Regions from separate parts of the Sus scrofa genome. Here region 1 is linked to region 2. The links are chromatin contacts, called in public HiChIP or PLAC-seq maps. All regions are on one chromosome and are shown on one strand. Each heading gives the region's core, a stretch centred on a gene start, on an enhancer-like site or on the middle of the called end of the contact. The rest is flanking DNA. Distances are from core to core; before and after follow the strand shown.

The links. HiChIP or PLAC-seq counts read pairs in DNA pulled down with a chosen protein or histone mark.
Region 1: an H3K27ac HiChIP or PLAC-seq map of alveolar macrophages shows a contact between it and region 2. The contact joins the enhancer-like site here to the promoter of NDRG1 in region 2. A contact is called at or near these places in 6 of 47 Hi-C or Micro-C datasets (blood, embryonic fibroblasts, heart right ventricle and 3 more) and 1 of 2 datasets of contacts at active chromatin or transcription factors (alveolar macrophages).

The regions. Positions count from the first base shown.
Region 1 is chr4:8,088,319-8,091,314 of Sscrofa11.1, forward strand. All of the region lies in intron 2 of WISP1 (WNT1-inducible-signaling pathway protein 1), which reads right to left. Among named protein-coding and RNA genes, the nearest start is that of WISP1, 21 kb to the right of the region's middle. Within about 2 kb of position 1,578, at least 18 of the 83 cell types and tissues checked have an H3K27ac peak or open chromatin away from gene starts, as enhancers often do. A contact at or near this core is called in alveolar macrophages, retroperitoneal adipose tissue and subcutaneous adipose tissue, where this site is marked.
Region 2 is chr4:8,013,189-8,016,113 of Sscrofa11.1, forward strand. It overlaps NDRG1 (protein NDRG1), which reads left to right and starts at 1,257. Exons shown (of 16, transcript XM_021088875.1): 1 at 1,257-1,424.

The DNA of each region.
Region 1 (2,996 bases), core at 328-2,827, 75 kb after region 2:
GGGGTACAGACCAGGCCAGGAAGCCAGGTAAGAGGTGGTGGTGCTTGGACCAGGGAGGGCCAGAGAGCCGGGGCGGGCGGGGGTGGGGGCGCTCAGGTTCTGAGTGACTTGGAAGGACTCTGACAGATGGGGTCAAGGATGAGAGGAGCGCCCTTAAGGACCCCTAGTTCTGAGACCCGAGCCTTGGAAGGAGCAGGGTTGCGAGGGGGCAGGGGTGGACTCAAGTTCTTCACTAGACACAAGATGCCTGGTTGACATCAGAGTGGCCGTGCGGAGTTGGATCTGCAAGCCTGCGGATCCAGGAGAGATCCGGGCTGCCGGGCCCCCGGCCACAGTCCCTTTCTTGATGTCAGGTGGGCCCTGAGGACAGTGTCTGGAAGCGGAGGCAGAGCGCCTAGGGCAGCAAGAGCGTCCACCCGAGGAGAGTTAGTTTGGCATCTGCAGTCCGCCAGGAGTTGAAGCTTATCTCCTGGCTTCGCCTGAAGGTGGTTAATAATAATAATAATAATAATAATAATCGCTGGAGTTCCCGATGTGGTGCAGTGGGTTATGACACTGACTGCAGCGACTCAGGTCATTGCAGAGGCATGAGTTTGATCCCCAGCCTGGTGCAGTGGGTTAAAGGATCTGGTGTTGCCATAGCTGCAGCATAGGCCACAGCTATGGCTGGGGTTCAGTCCCTGGCCGGGGACCTCCATAGGCCACAGATGCAGCCATTAAAAACAAACAAACAAACAAAAAAATCCCAGAAGTTCCCGTGGTGGCTCAGCCAGTTACAAACACACTATAGTATCCATGAAGATGTGGGTTTGATCCCTGGCCTCACTCGCTGGGTTAAAGGTCCAGTGTTGCCTTGAGCTGTGGTGCAGGTTGCAGATGCAGCTCGGATCTGGTGTTGCTGTGGCTGTGGTGTAGGTCGGCAGCTGCAGCTCTGCTTTGACCCCTAACCTGGGAACTTTGATGTGCTGTGGGTGTGGCCCTAAAAAGACAAAAAAAAAAAAAAAAAAAAGAAGAAAGAAAAAAATCCTTCTAACAGGAGTGAAGGTTCTTGGTCACCCAACCCACTTTATCTTAAGTTTCCTGGCGTTGCTGACTTCGTCATATAAGAAAGCCTTCGCATGCACACGTCATCACCTTCATTCTCACCTAAAGCAACCCCAGTGTCACCGAGGCCGAGTCACGTGCCCAAGGCGACAGAGCTCGACTCAGCAGAGCAGCAGGGGCAGGATCACAGCCTATGGGAATGTTGGGGGTGACCGCTGGTTTTCCTGGGAGGTGATTTTGCCAGAGGAGGTGCAGACAGGAAAGGGGGTGGCACTGCCCATCTGACCTCATGCCAGGCACCACCTGATACATCATCTCGTGTGCTCCTGGCAGTGACCGTAGCGGGGAAGCTTTGTTTTCTTCCTTTGGGGGACAGTGAGCTCAGGGGGGATAGTGATTCATCAGCTCAAGGTCACCCAGCTGGCGACCGATGAAGCTGCACCCCAGGCCCGGGGGAGCTGACTCCAGGGTCCGTTTCCTTCCACCAGACACCAGTGGGGGAGGGGATATAGGAAAACAAAGCGGAGGAAGTGCTGGGTGAATCACTCATCTTTGCTTCATGAGTCACTCCCGGTGGCGCCCTCTGGCTCCAGGGAGCGGGTGCAAGCGGGTGTGTGTGTGTGTGTGTGTGCGCACGCGCGCGCATGTGTGTTGGTGGCGGGAGGGAAGGGACTGTGCCGGAGCCCATCTCTGCCTCTGTGTGTGGAGAAGGAGTGCTGGGTGCCTGGGAGCCCTCAGCACCGTGGTTCTCATCATGGGCCGCCCCATGGCACGGCCAGAGAAGCTCTTTAACATTTTGATGCCCGCATCATGTCCCGGTATATGGGTATAAGGGGGCAGAGCTGGGCTGTGGTGTTTTTATTTGTGTGCCCTTGGTAACTGTCCTGGTGAATCCAGCCTCTCGGCAGAACTGGGAACCTCTGCATCTGAAAAGCTTGGGGTGCGGGTAAGGGATGGATGAATCCGTATGACAGCTGCGGATGGTCTCATCAGCAGACTCTGGTTCCCCTTCCTCATTCGCCTGCTCTCTCACTGATTGAAGGACCAGCTTCTCGCCAGTTTCCTTCACCATCCTGACTGGCAAGTCCAGGCACGCGTTGCTGAGCCTTCCTCTGATTGAGGAACTTCCAGGAATTCAAGTCACCTTGCTGTGTCCTCTGGACATTCACAGCCCTCACCCACCCTCCTGGGGGTCTGTCTGCTGCATGAGAGGAGGGACAGCGGGCCATGCCTTACTGTCACCCCGTCTTGTATTATCACGAACCTGTGTTCATGGAGGGAATGGATGGATGGATGGATGGACGGATGGTAGGGTGAGTCCTACCCTGCACTGGGCCTCTGCTCTGTATCAGGCACTCAGCTTCCCACACACCCAAGGAGGTAGGCATTATTTGTTGCATTTTCCTTGATGAGGAAGCTGACACTTAAAAAGGTTAAGCAGCCTTCCTAAAACCATTGTGCTAGTTAGTGATGACACTGGGGTTCCAGCTCAGGTTGTCTAGCTCCCAACAACATGCATGAATTGTCTACTCCATCCGACTGGGGAGTCTGAGCTTAGAAGCAGAACCTGCTCCCAAATTGTGCGGATGATGGGGACTGGGCTAAGGTGACCTCTACAGAGGACAATTGAGGCAAACGAGGCAGTCACCACGAGCAGCCAGTCACATTTTAGGCCCTACTGAAATCTTTTGTTTAAGTCCAACCACCACGCAAGGCTGGTTAGATCAAGCTCCTTACGTGACGTGCCCAAGGTCACGTAACCAGCGAGGGGCAGAGCCAGGGTTCCAAACCCAAGTCCATCTGCCTGTACATTTCACAGTCCTTCCAGCAAACCACACTGCCTTCCAGCCTGACCCCTCTGCACTGAATGCAGAATCCTGTTTGTACAACCAAAATAGCCAAACAGTCCAATTCAGAGGTCACTCTCTGCCCACAGATGTATTTAGTTTGGC
Region 2 (2,925 bases), core at 7-2,506:
CCTCTTCAGTCTTTTTTCCAGCAGCTGAGCACAGGACCTGGCTCGCATCAGTGGCTCTGTCCCAATGACAGAACAGGTAAATCTCAGAGCCTAGGGAAGCAAATGGCAAACACAGAGGAAAACCACCTGGACCCCTGCACTGAGCAAAGCAAGGGCTGGTGCTGGGAAGAGGTTAGCATCAGCAAGCAGAGGGATGGTGGGGGCAGGGCGCAGGTGCCTGCAAACACAAGTCTGGGCAAGGGGCCTTTCTTTACCCATAAAATGATGTTTTCCTAATGCGGTGATTCTCGCTCCGGCTGCACACTTGAACCATTCGGGAACCCTTAACATACCTCGATGCCTGGTCTGCAATCCCTGAGATTCTGATCAAACTGTACTGGGGTGGAGCCCTGGCACGTACCTTCCGGGAAAAAAAAAAAAAAAGTTCCGCGGTGGATTCAGATATGCAGAGCGAGTTGAGAACACACAGGCAAAACCAGACAGCAGACAAGGCAAGTAAGCGAGGAAAGGTGCTCAGTACAAGGTCTGGGAATCAGGCGAGGGGAGAGTGAGAAACATCTCTTTCAGCCAGGGTCCTGGGGGCTGGACCCCGCGCATAGGCTATGAACTGAGCGGTGGGTGGGAAGGGGAGTGGGGTGACCAGGCGTTAGGGTGAGCTGAGCAAGACGGTCGTGGTTAAAAGGGAGCGAGGATTTCAGCGGTGAGCTGATGCAACAAGGAAGGGGCCTGAGGTGAGAAGGAGGCCGCCCTGGGAAGGCAGCTAAATGGGTCTCTGAGCTAAGACACGGAGGAAGTGGGGGAGTCTCCGCTAAGGGATGTCGGGGCATGGCCCGATGGGACTCGGAAGAAGACGCTCTGAGATGGAGATGGGGCCACTCGGTCACACAGAGACACACGGAAGTCCACATGCACACGCAGGGGCGCGCACAGGAACACGCACCCGCGCACAAAAGCATCCCCGGTGCACACACGCCCACTGCACACACCGAGGCCCCGGCTTTCCGGGCGAAGGAGGGGACCGCAAAGAGGAACGGCAGCCGGGACTGGGAGGCCCCTCCCCGCCGCACCCCTACTCCGGCTTGCGCAACAGGCGGCGGCTCCAACCGGCGCCCGCCGCGCGCAGCCCCAGCACAGCCCGGCGCGCCGTGGGGAGCGGGAGGAGCGCCTGGGAGGAGGGAGCGGGCGAGGGGTGTGTCCCCGCTGCGCGCTGGGCCCCGGGCGGGAGGGGGCGGGGCGAGGCGCCGGGGGGCGGGGCCGCGGCGCGTATAAAATCGTCCTCCTCCGGGGCATAAACAAACCTCGTCTGGCTCCTCACTCCAGCTCAGCGGCGGCACACGCCCCTGATCGCCACTCGCCTCGCTGCTTCTGGGCGCCGCGCCGCCAGCCTAGCTCCGGCTCCTTTTGCTTCTCTCCCTCCACCCTAGGTAAGCCCGACGCGCTCTTCCCGTCGAGCGGGAAGGGATTGGTCTCCCGCGAGGGCTGCTGCAGCTCCTGGATCGCTCTTTGTGGCCCCCTGGAGCTGCAAGTCCTTGGCCTCCCCGTGGCGCGAGAGCGAACGCGAGGAGGGGCTTTGGGGCCTGGGCACTGCTGGAATGGGGGATTTCGGTTTGACAAGTGGAGGAAAAAAAGGTCGCTGTTCACCTTTTTCCCTAGCTGAGGAAGTGGGATCCTGAGGGTCGGGGTGGGGGGCAGAGAGGTGCGCGGGAAAGGTGCTTCCCAAGGCCTCTCAGATCACAGCTGGCGCCGCGGGCCTTGGGGCGAGCTGGACATGGGAGCAGAAGGGACCAGGAGAGAGAGAGAGAGAGAGAGAGAGAGAGAGAGAGAGAGAGAGAGAGTGAGTGTGTGTGTGTGTGTGTGTGTGTGTGTGTGTGTGTGTGTGTGTGTAGGTGGGGTGGGGTGTGTCCCTGGAGTGAGCTGTCTGAGGAAGGAGGGATTGGGCGCGCGGGTGTAGAAGGGAACTGGGTAGGGGTGATCAGCGCTGGGGATGAGGCTGGAGAAGGGGCCGTGGGTGTGTATGGTTCCCAAAAGGTGCCCAGAACCAGTGTGCGTCCGAGGGGCTGGGCCCGATTCAGCCTGGAAGCCCGGGTGGGGCGCGCGCTCGCTTGTGTGTGTATATGTGTGTGTTGGGGGAGGGTCCGCGGTGTGTCACGGAGCGTGCGACACGAGCGGGAGCGAGTGCGGCTGGGCAGGGCGCGCCCTCCGAGGTGGCCCAGGGTGGGCGCTGTGGCGGCGCCAACGAGGTGGCCTGGGCCAGAGGGGTCGTGTGGGCATCTGGCGGCCCTGCGCTGGCTGGGACTTGGAGTGGCGTCATTTTTGCCTCCGCCCACCCTCCCTCTTGGTCCTTCTCGCCGCTGCCTCCCGGGCCCGCCTCTCCTGCCCTCCCGGGTGGAGAACAGCTGGAAGCTGCTTGGCGGATCCTGGGAGATCCGCCGCCGCGGTCTCTGATTCAGCCTTGGGCAGGGCGTGTGCAACGTGGTGGGCTCCTGGGGAAACGGCGCTGTCACCACCGCTTGGGTCAAATTAGTGGCTGAAGCTGGGATTTAGTGGATCTTTTCCTTACTGCCCACCCCTCCCCCACTCGCCCGTCTGTCGCCTCTGCTGTCAGACAACCCCGTGGGTCTGGGGCAGCATGGGTCTGTGGCTTGGAAGAGGGAGGTGCCTGGCAGCTGGTGGGGGAGGGCCCGGTTATCTTGTGCTGAGGCCATCTCTTCTTTGCAGATATCCTGGGCATTTCAGTTTGTTTGGTTCCTTTGAGTTACTGGGAAAGATTAAAGATTCAAAGTGAGTTCAGCCAGTGGCCACACAGGACGTCTCCTCATAATGTCTATATCACCCATACTTAACCTTCTCCCAATGAACAAAATCTCTAAACACGACTGCTCTTGCTATGAAAAATGCAGTTCCAAGGCCAACCGTCCAGCCTCC